Regions from separate parts of the Zea mays genome. Here region 2 is linked to region 1. The links are chromatin contacts, called in public Hi-C maps. All regions are on one chromosome and are shown on one strand. Each heading gives the region's core, a stretch centred on a gene start, on an enhancer-like site or on the middle of the called end of the contact. The rest is flanking DNA. Distances are from core to core; before and after follow the strand shown. Region 1 holds the start of LOC100281973. Region 2 holds the start of LOC100384585 (putative CBL-interacting protein kinase family protein).

The links. A called contact is a pair of places that touch in the nucleus more often than the background predicts.
Region 2: a contact with region 1 is called in a Hi-C map of ear, with 2.7 times the contacts expected there. The contact joins the promoter of LOC100384585 here to the promoter of LOC100281973 in region 1. A contact is called at or near these places in 4 of 25 Hi-C or Micro-C datasets (bundle sheath, ear, endosperm and 1 more).

Annotation. Positions count from the first base shown.
Region 1 is chr10:3,785,923-3,793,230 of Zm-B73-REFERENCE-NAM-5.0, reverse strand. LOC100281973 reads left to right here and starts at 3,589. Exons shown (of 2, transcript NM_001154890.2): 1 at 3,589-4,062; 2 at 4,196-4,562. The coding sequence starts at 3,683. The coding sequence ends at 4,205. It also overlaps the pseudogene LOC100280188.
Region 2 is chr10:3,925,013-3,932,320 of Zm-B73-REFERENCE-NAM-5.0, reverse strand. It overlaps LOC100384585 (putative CBL-interacting protein kinase family protein), which reads right to left and starts at 3,141. Exons shown (of 2, transcript NM_001177090.1): 1 at 3,030-3,141; 2 at 465-2,297. The coding sequence starts at 2,032. The coding sequence ends at 689.

The sequences.
Region 1 (7,308 bases), core at 2,340-4,839:
TTTCTACATTATTGATACGTGTGCCACAGTATAAACATGAGACTGTGACCTTGGAGGGTAACGTGTCATTCAATCAATCGTGTGCATGTACCACTATATAAACACGAGAACATGATATTGGAGGGTATCATACCATTCAATCTATCAACAGGATTTAATAAATAGATATAAGACACATGGTAAGTATAAGTTATATATAAATTTGTGGTACAACTCGTAGAAAAATTGTGTCGATGAGAGACGGGCGAAAATTAATTTAGAATAATTCTTTTTTGTATGTGTCGTTGAGAAAAATTGATAAGGGGGTGTTTGGTTAGAGGGACTAAAGATTAGTCTCTAGTTTTTAGTCTCTTTTAGTCTCTTTTTTGCCAAACACTAGGACTAAAATATGGACTAAAATGATTTAGTCTTTAGCCATTCACATAGGTGCTAAAAGAGACTAAAAGCTCATAATTATCATGTTGCCCTTACCTTTTTATAGATAACTAATATTATGAGTATATTCTAAGGGTATTTGAGTCTTTGGACAATATATTTAATGACTTTAGAATCTATTTAGTCCCTAAAACCAAACATATAGGGACTAAAGTTTAGTCCTAGAACTAATTAAAACCAAACATGCCCTTAGAATAAATCTAGAGAGACTAAAAGAAAGACGCATGTTCTTGTTCTTGATTGGATCAAGCGAGAGAGACCGGCAAGTATGGGAGGGCGGGGAGGGGACTGGTGTGGGAGGCATTCCATGAACCATTTTGACGTCTGCATCACTGCATCTGCATGCATGGCAGCATGGCTGACCTGCGAGACACGCAAGGTCCTTCCGGCAGGTAGCAGCCGTGCCGCAGAAAGGGGTCCTCTCCGCGCCGGCGCCCGGCGGTGGCGGGGACAGGACAGCGAGTCGACAGTGCGTGGGCGTGGCCATCAACGCGGCGCGTTTTACGCGCTTGCCCTTTTGCGTGCACGGGTACATGCCGACCATTTGCAATGCGGCCTTGCGGGGAGAGAGCGAAACATTATACAGTAACAATTTATTTTAGCTTTTTGTATGTATAACTTTTACTATACATCTAAGTATAGGATATATCTAGGAATACTAAGAGCCCTAAATGTATAAATTAGATCGGAGGAAGTGTTGCCTATAGTCCTACTAATATAATAACCGTGCGTTTGCGCCATATTTTTCTAAGCTGATGACCATATAGGGGTTATAGATCTTGACCTCTAGAATAAGTGCTTATTCAGTAAATGGATTTTCAAACTGATTAATGAGAACAGTTTATGGTAGTCAATCTTACGAAAGAAATATTTGAGAGAAAAGACCTTAACCCAAGTAGAGCATATGCTTGGTGTGATTCACACTTTTGGACAGGTCTAATGAAGGTTAAAGATGTGTTTTTGGGTTCGAGGCATTTCAAGCTCGGGGATAAGACCCTAACAAAAGTTAAATATTTACATGCAGCGGCTGGAATAAGTTATTTATTCCCTTTTCAAAAAAAAAAAATTGTATATATAGTATGTACTTATTACCAAGTGTATGACTGACTGTTGGTACGTCCAAACTCGGACGCAAAAGCGCGAAGCTGGTGTACCATTCGCGAATTAGTCTCATGGGCCAAATCTATTTTTTTTTTCTTTCTCGGAGGAGGCCCAACAATAGTAGGAGAGGTGACGGGTACTGAGCAACACAGAGATGGACAACACAGCCCAACAGCGGCCTTCATCGCTCAGCCCGGGAATTCCATAGAAAGAAAAAAAATTTAGGGCTAGTTTGGGAACACTAATTTCCCATGGGATTTTCATTTTCCCAAGGAAAATTAGTTTATTTTTCCTTGAGAAAATGAAAATCTCATGTGAAATTAGTGTTCCCAAACTAGCCCTTAATGGATAAAACGATTGAATGCTTCTTTATTGTTTCGTATGCACCCATATAGATTTGAAGGCCTTCATTTTTGTTTGGTAGAATGTATCCTTTATAAGGATAGATTTAGGGGGATCAAGCTTAGAGAAAGTCTAGAAAATGCTCTAACAAGTCCTCGTAACCGAGGCGCTAAAAGCTAGCGCGAGTGCAAGACCATTGGAGAGAATAATAAGTAGCATAGAAACGGGCAGACACAAATTTAGAATGCTAACTAAAAAGAAGGAAAAAAAAAACAGGGCACGCTAGCTCTTTGTAGAACAAACGTACAGTCGTAGTGGGTTCATGGCTGGCAACAACCTCAACCTCTCACCAGAATTTTCAGGCCTGTCATCAATTAAGGTGGTGAACATTGCATGTTACGGATCCGATGCAAGTAAAAGCTAACGTGTAAAGGCGAACATAATTGTTGCGTGCTTTTGCTCTGCTCTGCTCAGCCAGCAACTGCAATTTTTTCCTATCTATTGCAGATGCACGCGTACGTACGTGCGTGCCATTATGATCGGCGACATCAGAATTGAAGGCGGTCATCAGTGATAGGTAATGATTCTGGGCCACCCGTACGAGTTGGTAGTGTTCGTCAGTCGTCAGTAGTAGTGCTGGGAATTGGGTCAGATGAGGCTGGTCCGTACCAAACGAGATTGGATCAAGAAAACTCAAAAAAAAATCGGTCATGTCGTGCTAGTCCTAAATATAAAAACAGTAGTTTAACCCGACTCTAAACCATGTCGTGTGTTTATTGGACCGTATCGGTCCAAACCCGGCTCATACATTTGACAATGTAAAATCAAAATATTTTAACCACATAATAAAGCCTATAACTTAATAAATTAATGATATTAAACAATCCTAGCATCATTTGAATATATAAAGTCAAAATATCACATTAATACAAAGTCTGTAGCTTACTAAATTAAAACAAATTAAACAACATGGACTTTATTGGACTATGTCGGTCTAAGTCCGACCCATCTGTGCGGGCCGTGCCGGAGGCCCAACAACTGTTTTCTTGAGTGCTTCACAAAAAAACACTCGGCAAAATTAGGTCTGTGCCAGACACAGCTACTCAATAGCTGAGTGTATTTTTAGTGTTCAGAGAGTCTTATCTCGTCGAATGGTACTCGTCAAAATATGTGTTACTGAATAGCTGATATATTGCACTCGGTAAAATGATGAGTAATCGGTAAAAAGCTGGATTAGGATAGGGACTACATTTGCATTCGTGTACGTGCCAGTGGCTGGCAGCCGCAGCACGTCAGGTCCGGGCTAGCACACAAGGGGGTACGCATGCACATGTCATGTATGGTATCCATCCATCCATCTATCTATCTATCTATCTGTGGACAATGATGGACGTTGCAGCCATGCAAGCAGCCTTTGTTTTTTTGTATGAAAAAGTCCGATACAAACGAAGCCGTTTCACGTGCAAGCATTCATCTCCTCGTCGCATCGCACGTACGCGGTACGATCCCTGGTTGGTGCGTGCTCAACCACCGCTGCAGTAACACTGCACGTGCATATATTGGCCCACTCATCGGCAGATCTCAGCTAGACAGCCGCCTGCCGGGGCCCCTCTGCTTGCCTCGCCAGATCGGCACGTACGACACTCTCCAAGTGATGAGTTACCAATGCAAGGCCGGCCCTATTTATACCACCCCACCCATGGCACCACCTTGCTCCCATCCATCACAGCTAGCTAGCATACAGACGAATAATCTCTTCTTCACCTCACTAACACCAGCTAGCAACTCTTTCTCTCCTGCAATAATGGCCGCTCGCTCCTCCTCCTCCCAGCCGCAGCTGGTCGCGGCGGCGGCGGTCCTGGCAGCGGCGCTGCTGCTGCTGGCGGCGGGGGCCGGGACGGCGTCGGCGGCGGTGAGCTGCGGCGAGGTGACGTCGTCGGTGGCGCCGTGCCTCGGGTACGCGATGGGCAGCGCGGCGTCGCCCTCCGCGGCGTGCTGCAGCGGGGTGCGCTCGCTCAACAGCCGCGCGTCGTCGACGGCGGACCGGCAGGCCACCTGCAACTGCCTCAAGAGCATGACGGGCCGGCTCGGCGGCGGCGTCAGCATGGCCAACGCCGCCAACATCCCCTCCAAGTGCGGCGTCTCCGTCGGCGTGCCCATCAGCCCCACCGTCGACTGCACCAAGTACGTAGGCCCGGCAGTCCCGGCCCCCTGCATGTCTAGTTAGTTAACCATGCATGCATGGAAGTTGTTATGTTATATGTACATTGCTACTAACCATGGAAAATAATGTCTTCCCGTGTTATGCGCATCGCAGGATCAACTGATCGATGGAACCATAGTGGAGGTAGCTCGCTCGTTGGATGGCAGCGTACGTGGCCATCAGCAGCATGCAGTCGTCGTCGTAGCAGAGATGTCCTAGCTACGTGTGTGTCATGCATCAGACTGGCACATAATAAAGAAGTAGATCATGCACCCACCCCACTAGTGATCACTTCGTCTAGTGTCCCTCCCGTCGTCGTCGTCGTGTACCTCGTACGTGACATGCCGTAGCACGTACTACGCTAGCAGAGCAGCACCTCAATGTCCTTGGGCTTGCTTTGCTGGCTCTCTGTTTTCGTCTCTCGTGTTGCTTTTAATCTGGTACAGGTTTCTAAATTATAATAATGAATAGTTTTTTGTCCAATATATATTCGCCGTACATATGCATGCATGAATCATGATAAGGCATATACAACTCTATTAAATATCTATCTCTCGAGAGATCTCTAGCAGGGACGGAGGCAGTGGACAGTGGTGGGCGAACAGGGCTCAAGCCTCCTCTACCACTTAGCCTATAGAGTCCTTATTGGAGCCTTCCCAAGTTAACATGTACAATATAGTGTATAAAGAGACTTATATATTGTACCTGATTAGTTCAATCCCTCTTTTTTTTCTAGCTCCGATCCTGGTCTTTAGGGTAAGACTATGTCCATCAATTCAACTATATGATCACACAAAACAATGTTTTTCAATGTAAACTATAATGCTCACGCAGTGAAGTTTGAATCTCTACTACTAATTAAGCACGTAACGTGGGCGCTGGCGCTACCACGGCTCCGCTCCGCGCACCCCCTCTGCGCTGTCAGACAGCGCCAGGCGATACCGTGTCCCCCGCTCCTCCCCACGCGCAAGAGTCGCCCTGCTCACCCCGCACCGCGATGCTCGCCGCTCTGCTCCTCCCGCGTCGCGTCCACATATGCGATGACCGGGATCCATGACCGCCGCCCCCACCTCGGCCTCTTCCTGTCCGTGTAGCCGGCCACTGCTTCTCCGCCACAGCTCGCCGCCTCCTCAACCACTGTTGTGCCACACAATCCTACCGCGACGCATCTGACTCAAGCTAGGACGTCTCACGGGAGCGGCGGCGGAAGCCAGTCCAAATCCAACCGAGTCATCTCGGCGACTCCACCAGTTCTCCATCGCCCTTTTTTAGGCGTTCAAGTTCCTCCGAGAGGACGGCAAGCAGAGGAGAGGTAACCCTAATCCCAAATTCCTTCGAGTTTTCCTTTCACTTCCCAACACCCGGCCCACACTCTCCTTCAATCCCTCCGACGACGTCGACAACGCATCCCCGTGGCCATCCTTGATTCTCCTCGCCGAAGAGGCGTTAGCCAAGTCGTCGCGGTCGCGGCCCGCGGGCCACTCGAGAGTGTTCCTGGTGAGTAGCACCACCACGGTGGGGAGCGGGGGAGGCAGCACTGGCGATGGCAGGGTGCAGCTCGCCGACAACCTCGATCTCGACGTCTATGTGCAGTCCAAGTGCCAGACTATGAACGAGAAGGTGAGTCTGCCTGCCTGTCTGCTATCTCTGTTCCGGTCGTGTCGCGAGATCTAGCTCGCCTGCTGCATCCTATTGTCAGAGTGGGTTGGACCATATGGGTGGTGCAGTGGAGTCGTGAAGAAGTCTCGTATCCCATAAAACGAAAGAAAAAACTGCCCAACAACCAATCATGGTCAAAATGTTTACATCGAACATTCTTTGTTGGGTTCAGGTGAAATTATCCAAAGCAAGTTAGTTCGATTTGTAATGGGTGGATACAAATTCTCTTCTTAGTTGAGATTTCTTATCTTGCTGATTTCTTCTTTGTTAGGTATAAACTCTGGTCCTCATAAATCTTGTGATTTCTTATCATGCTAAAGGTCAGCAGAGACAAATCCTTACTGCTAGAAGCACATAGGCAGGAATAGGCTGCATGTCTTTTTGGGGGAAAATACTGCTTTTGCTTGCAGCTCATGGGCAGTAAAGAAATGCATGTCCTCATAAATCTTGAATGATGATTCCCTATCTTGCTAGAGTTCAGCAGAGCCAGTTCTTTACTGCTGCAAGCACATAAACATGAATAGGCTGCACGTTTTTTTGGACAATACTGCTCCTTGCATCTCATGAGCAGGAAAGGAATGCACGTTCTTTCAAGAAACCTATTTCTATTCTTTGCAAAAAGCATGCAGCCTCATTACTCCCAATTTCTATTTTTCATGACTATAAATAGCACTGCCGCTATGAAGCTACATTTCTTGAGCTAAACATATTTGCAAGCTAATGCGCTTTTTCAATAAATATTTTATTTAACTGCATATTTATTGAGCTAAACATGACGACCATGTTTTTTTATTTAACCGCATATTTATTGAAAGCACACACTTGGTTTTCTTTTCTGGTTAGACAACTAGAGTAATTATCTTAAAGTTTCTGTATCGCCCAAAAGAAAATTTCAGCCATCACTTAATTTAGACCTTAGTTTTGTAACAACAAGCACATAAACTTTGCTTTCTCATATATGCTGGTAATTATTTGTGTAGTCTTACATGTGGTCTCATGATTTCTATATATAGATTTCATGAGATGCCAATATTACTGATGAATTATTTATTGTAGCCCCCAATATTCTGCTCATATGCTCCAAATGTTGACCTTTTTCTGTGATAAAACTCTTTCTTATGTTGACCGATTATTGTACTAATTTGGTTTTGAATTCCTTATCATACAGAGGTGTTGGAGCATGCTTGTGGAATGGGAACATTGCAAATGGGCGAATATGAATCAAGTGTTTCTATTGGGAATGACACCTTTAGCATTCGGGAGCCACCTGGTGTTTGCACTGGGATATGCCCATTTAATTTTCGTGCTATGATTCCCCTATAGGTATGCTTAAACTAACCTTTTCTTCCCAGTCAGTTTGTTTGTAATAGAAGGCTTGGCACCAATGGTCATTTGAACTATGTGACAGTTATACCATTTCATTCTTACTTCAACAAGATCTGTGCTGTTTTTATGAGCATAATATTCTAGACACTGTCATTATTTCTGTTGCTATTTTCCATTTACACGTTTCAGCTAGAGAGAATATATTTATTCTTCCTCGTTTTGATGCCTTGTTGCTTACATTC
Region 2 (7,308 bases), core at 1,892-4,391, 140 kb before region 1:
TAGACATTATCAACTAAGCTCCTTATAGCTGTAAAACGCCATGTTCTGGCTGCCTTGGCCTTCAATTCTGAGCCTACTGTTGCTGCTTACTGGTCGCATCCTCCATTGTCGAAATGGCGATGACTAGTGGTGCAATCTGCAGCAACCCCACGATTTCTGTCTAGTGCTACATGCTTTGAGTGAAAACTGACACCCCCCATTCAAAGACATTAGTAGTAAAAAAGAGAGCATGAAAGCCCTTCAAGCTGGGTCATGTACCCTTCACTTGGTCTAACTTTTGAATGTGTTGTTGCAGTAAGATGATCCCTACTCAGCTATGGTTTCAGTTTCAGTCAGCCTCTCCTTTTTGCACTGAAGATTTGTGTGCACCATGCAGCACTGCATAATGTTGCAAGAGGATAATATGGTTGCATCTGCTACACATCAAACTACTAATGTATCACCTGGAAAGCTCGACCCTTTTTAAGGATCAACAACATTTATTTTCATTACTGATATTGACAGCCATTACAAAACTGTAACAATCTTCAGAATGTAACACAACAACTCAACTCCACAACAATTATTGCTCAAACAAAACATAGCCTAATGGTTCATATCACCACCAATACAAAAAAGGGAATGTTGTTGCTAAAAAATAAGGAATGGAATGTAGAACATAATCTACGGGAGACAGCTGAAGCTACTCCTACTTCTGCTGCAGATCATCTCCATGCCAAGCCCAGACAACGTCCTTCAGCCCTGGTCGGATGCCCTCTTCCAACAGTTTCTGGTACTCAAGTAGATCGCCACTAGTTTGTTTCATCTGAACGAGATGGCAGGATGGTGTGATCTCAAAGATCTGCGTGTCAAACTGAAGGACACCATTGCCCCCATGCTTCCTCCCTTGAATGATGACAGTGTTGTTGTCCTTCTTCCTTATCCTGAGATTCAGTGCTTTCGCGACATCTTCAAGCTTTGAGATGATGGCCAATGCAGGCTTATCTGAAGTGAACCGTGTCTCCTTCCTGCACTCCTTGATAAACAGACCAGAAAGGTCCAACCCTGCTGAGAACGCGATGATTTCAAAGGCATTGAGTTTTGTGGCAACCAGGGTCTTATCTTCGTGAGCAATCTCCTTGCGCCTAGCAGCAAGCACTGGGGCAGCATTTGTGGCGGTGGCATTCTCGCTAAGAACTTTCTCCTTCACTGCACTGATCTCCCTAGGACCTTTTCGAAACCAGGTAGACTCTTTTATCTCCTGAATTGAAGGTCTCATGCTAGGGTTGGGGTTCAGAATCTTGTATAGCAGCCTCTTGAGTTTGTGTGAAAACCAACTGGGGCACCTGAAATCACTATCATGTATCTTTCGATAAATCTCCATCATGTTTGGGCCCTGGAAAGGGAGGTAGCCAGCAGCGAGAACAAACAGGACGACACCACAAGACCAGATGTCTGATTTTGCACCATCGTATCCCGTCTTCTTGATCACCTCCGGAGCTATATACACTGGTGTCCCACAGACAGTATGGAGCAGCCCATCTGTCCTCCTCGACTCTGAAAACGCGCTCAGTCCAAAGTCAGACACCTTAAGGTCCCCATTCTCATCCAACAACAGATTCTCACGCTTCAAGTCCCGGTGGTACACGCCTCGGCTGTGGCAGTGATCCAGTGCGCCAATGAGCTGTTGGAAGTATCTGTGTGTGTCAGCCTCCGTCAGCCTGCCGCTCCTCTTAACCTTGTCTAAGAGCTCACCCCCTTTGGCATACTCCATGATGATGTAGATCTTGTTCCGTGTCGCCATGACCTCATGGAGACGAACGATGTTTTTGTGTTCCACCAGCCGCATAGTCGTGATCTCACGCTTTACCTGCTCCGAGAGCCCGGCCTTGAGCACCCTGTCCTTGTCCATGATCTTGATAGCAACACCCTGGTTGGACTCGAGGTCCCTTGCATAGTGCACCTTCCCGAACGCGCCTTTCCCCAGCAGCTTCCCCATCTCGTACCGCTCCGTCAAAGTCTTCCCTCTGGTCTTCATATCTTTTATCTCCATAAAAACTATGTGATCACGCACAGGGCTAGCTTTCTGTTGTCAATCAGGTGGACTGCGCCTTATGGGTCGGTGGCGTCGGAGTCTGAAGGGCGTGGAGTAGATGCAGGCAAGGTGACCGCCGCTCAAGTCAAGAGACGAGCAGGCCTGCGGACCTTGCGCAAGAACCACCAGGCCCTTGGTGGTGTTGCTGCAGAAGTCTCTTCTATGCAAGCACATCTTTCAGCATAGTTTTGTTGTCTTTCTTGTTATGGACTTGTGATCTGCACTGCACAAAGGAAAAGAAACAACATTAGCCTCTGCAGCTGGAGGACCACGTGAAAAAGGCTAACAATTTTTAAAATGCTGACTGTATGGTATGGTATGTATAACAACAATCCGGTACAAAGTGGCAGGTAATGGAATAAGAACCGACAACATCATTCATCAACAGCCGATTGATGGGTGCACTTTGTTTCTGTGCAAAGCCATCATCAGTGGCTATTTTGGAACCCCCAGAATTACTCTTCTGACATAATAAGGATCCAAGACGCAGCACGGCAATGGCAGGATGTTAAGAAATTAGAAATCCAAGACGAAGACGAACGAGCCATAACCGAAGCGAAGCTTCGCATTTCAGAAACCTGACTAACGCCGCCAGGAATCATACACGAGGCTGCAGGAATCTATCCCAGGCTCTCCCCTCCGACTGAAGCGAAGCAATCGAAGGCACCGCAGAGGGTGCATTGCAGACCAAGGAAAAGCCGATATCGCCGCCGTCGCCTCCTCTCTTTTTTTCTTCTAATCCTGACTGAACCTATGCACCACATCTAAGTATCTAACAGCAGGAAGGCGCTAGTAGGTAGGTAGGTTGTTGGTACGATCGGCGACGTACGGCGTCCTTAAACTACAGCGTGGGATCCGTAAAGAGATGTGGTAACGCGTGGGGGCGGCCGGCGTACGTGCAAGCAGATTGATCAGGAACAGGAAGACAGAGGATGGATTGGTTGGTTGCTGTTACCTTGCGACGGGACGACGAGGACGCCGAAGCTTCGTTCCGCTGCACTTGTTCCTTGGGGCGTCGTCCGATCGCCTGAGTTTTCGCTGAGCTTGGCTTGGCGGAGTTGAGATACTGGGATGCTGCGACAACGAGAGATTGGTTCAGCTCAGGGTCAGGGCTGGGGCCTTTTATAAGCCTTTGACGATAATGATCCGGTGACAGCTAGGCGTAGGAGCAGAATTAACGGCGTAACTACCTTATCCTTTCCCTCGCTGAGCTGCTGATAACTGGCACTGGCACTGCCTCTCACCTGTATGTATGACTACAATGTCCCGACGATCTCTCTTGCCATGGCGGCCGTTGGGTGATTTTATCTGTAACCACACCCAAATTGCACGATCTGCTAAATGGGTCTTAGTTAATTGTTGCTGTTTTCGTTTAAAACTATACATCGTCATGCCTTTTTTTAAAAGAAAACCTTAGTGGTTATCTGGATTTTTAAAAGAAAATCTCAATTAAGGCGTGTCTGTGTTCCATAGTTCTCGTACATGCAAAACTACCATTTTGTGTAACAAGCCCTCTCTAATAATATCCTGTTTTCGAATATTTGTCGCAGTCTAGTTTATTTTTTACTAAACCGCAATAAATAAAAAAGAACAGAGGAATTAACATAGTAATACGGGTAGTATGGAGAAAAAGAGAAGAAGGGAGATTAAGGCACTGTTCCAATCTCGCGAGATAAACTTTAGCAGCTTTTTTTAGCTACTTTTAGCCATTTATAATCTAAACAGGAGAGCTAATGGTGGTAATTGAAGCTAAACTTTAGCACTTCAATTCATATAGCTAAAGTTTAGCAGGAAGCTAAAGTTTATCCCGTGAGATTGAAACGGGGCCTAATTATCATGATGTTCCAAACTCAATAATAGAGACGTACGTACATGTATGGAGATGCTAGCGGCATCGTGTCGCCACATGCAGATGCAGCAGCGATCATCGCCACTGCTTAACTCACTGAGAACTGCTGAAGGATAAAAGACGGTGGTGATCTCATCTAGATATAATAAGAAGTCTCCAGAAGATTAGCAGTTACGCATCCCCTTTAATCCTAATTAGCCATAATGTAAAAGTGCTTAATCGACCGAACGGACGTACGGGTGTGAAGCCGTCCGTTCATTGTGTATATATTTGTTTACTGTTATGCCTCGTCTGTTTCATTGGAATTGAATTCCATTTTAATAATTATAATTTAGACAAAACTAATTAAGTTCATATATTTATATATGTAATATATTTGTATATTATCCTAAATCATTTGAGAGAGATAGTTATATACTATATTTATGGTATGGCGAAGCAAGTAGAAGACTGTGCTATAAGTTTTACATCGGAAAAATAACATGTAAATCTATAGAATCAATTTCCATCTCTCACCCCATGAATTTGAGATATATAGGCTTATATGGTAACTTTAGAAAGTGGTGGAATGTCACATTCTAAAAAAATAGCATATTCCATTAGTAAGATTCCAATTCCTCAAAATGAAATGAAACAAACGGGACCTTAATGGCATACATAGTGTAGAGATTCATTCTCATTCACAATATGATACTTTACAACACGTTATCATGCACGTCTCCAACCACTGAGGAAGAAAGAAAAAGGTCGCCGCCAACATCAAGAAAACAGAGGACTCGTCGGCCAACCACCGCCGTCGACATCATCGAAGCAGAAAAGACAGTCAGAAATCCGGCGAAGAAGAAAGAAAAAGGTAACAAAAATGTCGATGCTTAATCTTCGCCGACTTGTGAAGAAACTCCGGCGAGTCGTCATCCGCGAGTTCATCCGGGCATGTCACGTGGGAGTCCTCGACAACGACCATGTCGGCTTCGCCATCCACAGCGTCATCATGCAGATGAGTGTCGACGGTTTCACCGGTGTGTGGCTTCCCACACTTCACAGAACCGCTCGCGTGAACCACTGCGCCGTGGACCGATGTCGCGCCGTGCACGAGCGCCAACAGTGGCGGTTGTTCCTCCGTCTTCCACTCCAGTTGAGGCGACGCCGACCTCCAACCCGTACCCACCAGACTACTGCCCGGTCCATGGGTATGCGGCATGTGTGCTGCGCGACGCGGGGATCCTCGAGAACACCATTATCTCCACCCTGCGCTCGATGGCTGTCGCGTCCACCACGTTAGTCGAGGAGAGGCCTCGTTGGAGGCCACCAACACCCGCGCTGCCTGGATTTGGTCGCCGTCCGACGATGGCAGCCCGGACAGGTTGCCCGCCAATCTACACCAATGCAGTGGTTGATTCCCCGCCACCTTCCGCACTCCTGATGTCGTCTCCCGCACTGCTCCCGCAACGTCGCCACGTGGGAGAGGCGGCTGCGCGACGCCCAGGTCTGCGCCCCATCAAGGATGAGGCCGACCTCCCCAACGTCAGTCACGACAGCGGACAGTTCTCCTCCGACGAGGAGAAGGAGGACTCCATCTCCTAAATTTGCAAGGAAGAAGGGGAGGACATGGGGCACTGCTTTTACTTGTGCAGTGGCGCACTTGGACTGACGGCGAGATGGTCGGCGACCGGATCCGCGGCTAAGGTTGGTCCCGCGCCCACGACGGCTACGGTCGGACATGTGTCCTCTGTTGGCGGTCGTGCTCCCACTGCTAGCGGCCAAGCACCCGTGGCTGGGGCTGGGCCCCCGTGACGGAGGCCAGACCTGAGCCCCCAGGCGGCTATGTCTGCTGCTGGCTGCCGGGCCCGCGCCTGGGGTGGAGTCCACGCCCGCACGGCAATCGGGCCCGCGACGACGTTGGAGGTGACAGTGGCTAGGGGAGAAGATGGAGACTAGGGTTCCAAAGCCCCTGGCCTTCTTTTAACCCCGATTATGGCCACTGATGGACTGGGCCGCTGCATTGGGCCAAGTATCTACGGATACACTGCTAATAAGTCGATAGAGAGCACAGAACCCCTACTTCCCCTTTTTAATATGGCTATGGTTCATTCAACCCCATACCCATTTTATTAATTTGTACATGTGTGTTAGTTTACATATTCCAGCAATTTTTCTTTTACATTTTAACTATAGTATTAGTTATATGTGTTTAAATATTATGTCCCTGTTGTACAATGTAACCGTAAATATGTGAATGTATATATGTGTTTGTGTACATTTTTGTCTCTTGTGAATATATTTTTCACATAAAAAATGACACTGCACTACAGATTTAACCCTCACAATCAATCTATTACTACTCTATAAGGTTTTAGTGTAGGCGTCCACAGTTTTTGCTGGCGCACGGTTCTGCCTGAGGCCACGGATGGAAGGTCCGCGATCCACTCCTCGGTGCGATCTACTCCCTTCTCCTCCTCGCCGCGATCCACTCCTCGGCGCGATTCACTCCCTTCTCCATCGGCGTGATCCACTCCCTCACCCATCTGCTCCTCGCCACGATCCACGGTCGTGCCCGCCCATCCCGGTCCACCGTAATCCACTCCTCGGCGCGATCCACTCCCCCAGTATACAGTTCTCCTCGGCGTGCAGAGTGGCGCGATCCAATCGAGTTATTTGAGTTTGTAACATTCTCGTCACGCTGATTCACCAGTTTATTACTCCGCAGCTGTACTTCACCAGTTTGGTATTATGGAGCTCAAAGTCACGCCAGATTGGGACAGTTAATCTCCCGCGCTCTATTAACGTCTATTTTGTTGCTCTTGATGCAGGTTGTGTACCCCTTCGTACTAATCTACCCCTGGCCGGAGTACTCCCTTGCCGCGTGAGAGACAAGAAAACAGAGCGCGCGCCGCCGTCTCGCAGCCGCTGCAACCGTGACGAGGAAGATGAGCAGGGCCGGCCGCGGTTCCCGCTGCAACCGTGACGAGCAGGAGAACCGCTGCAACCGCCGTCTCGCAGTCTGCTAGGACCTGCCTGCCTGCTGTCGGCCATGGGGAGGAGGCGCGCGCGAGGAAGACGAGCAGGGGCGCGGCACCAGGGAGATCCAGCCGGCGAGCTGGAGCAAGGTTCAGGGCGCGGCGAGCAGAGCAGAACAGAGGACAGGGCGCGGCTGGGGAAGAAGACGCGCTGGGGAAGAGAGCGGCGATGGGAACCGGGCGCGGGAGATGTGTTATTACTGGCTGGCTGCCATGGCACGGCGGCATGGCATGGCAGCAGCTCGTGGGCGCTTCTTGGCTGAGATTCGGAACATGCGTTGTGCGGTTGTGCCTTCCCGGATCTGTCCTGGCTGCACGGCATGGTATCCCACACGTGAGAGAGCAACCTCCTCCGCCTCGGAGGTGTA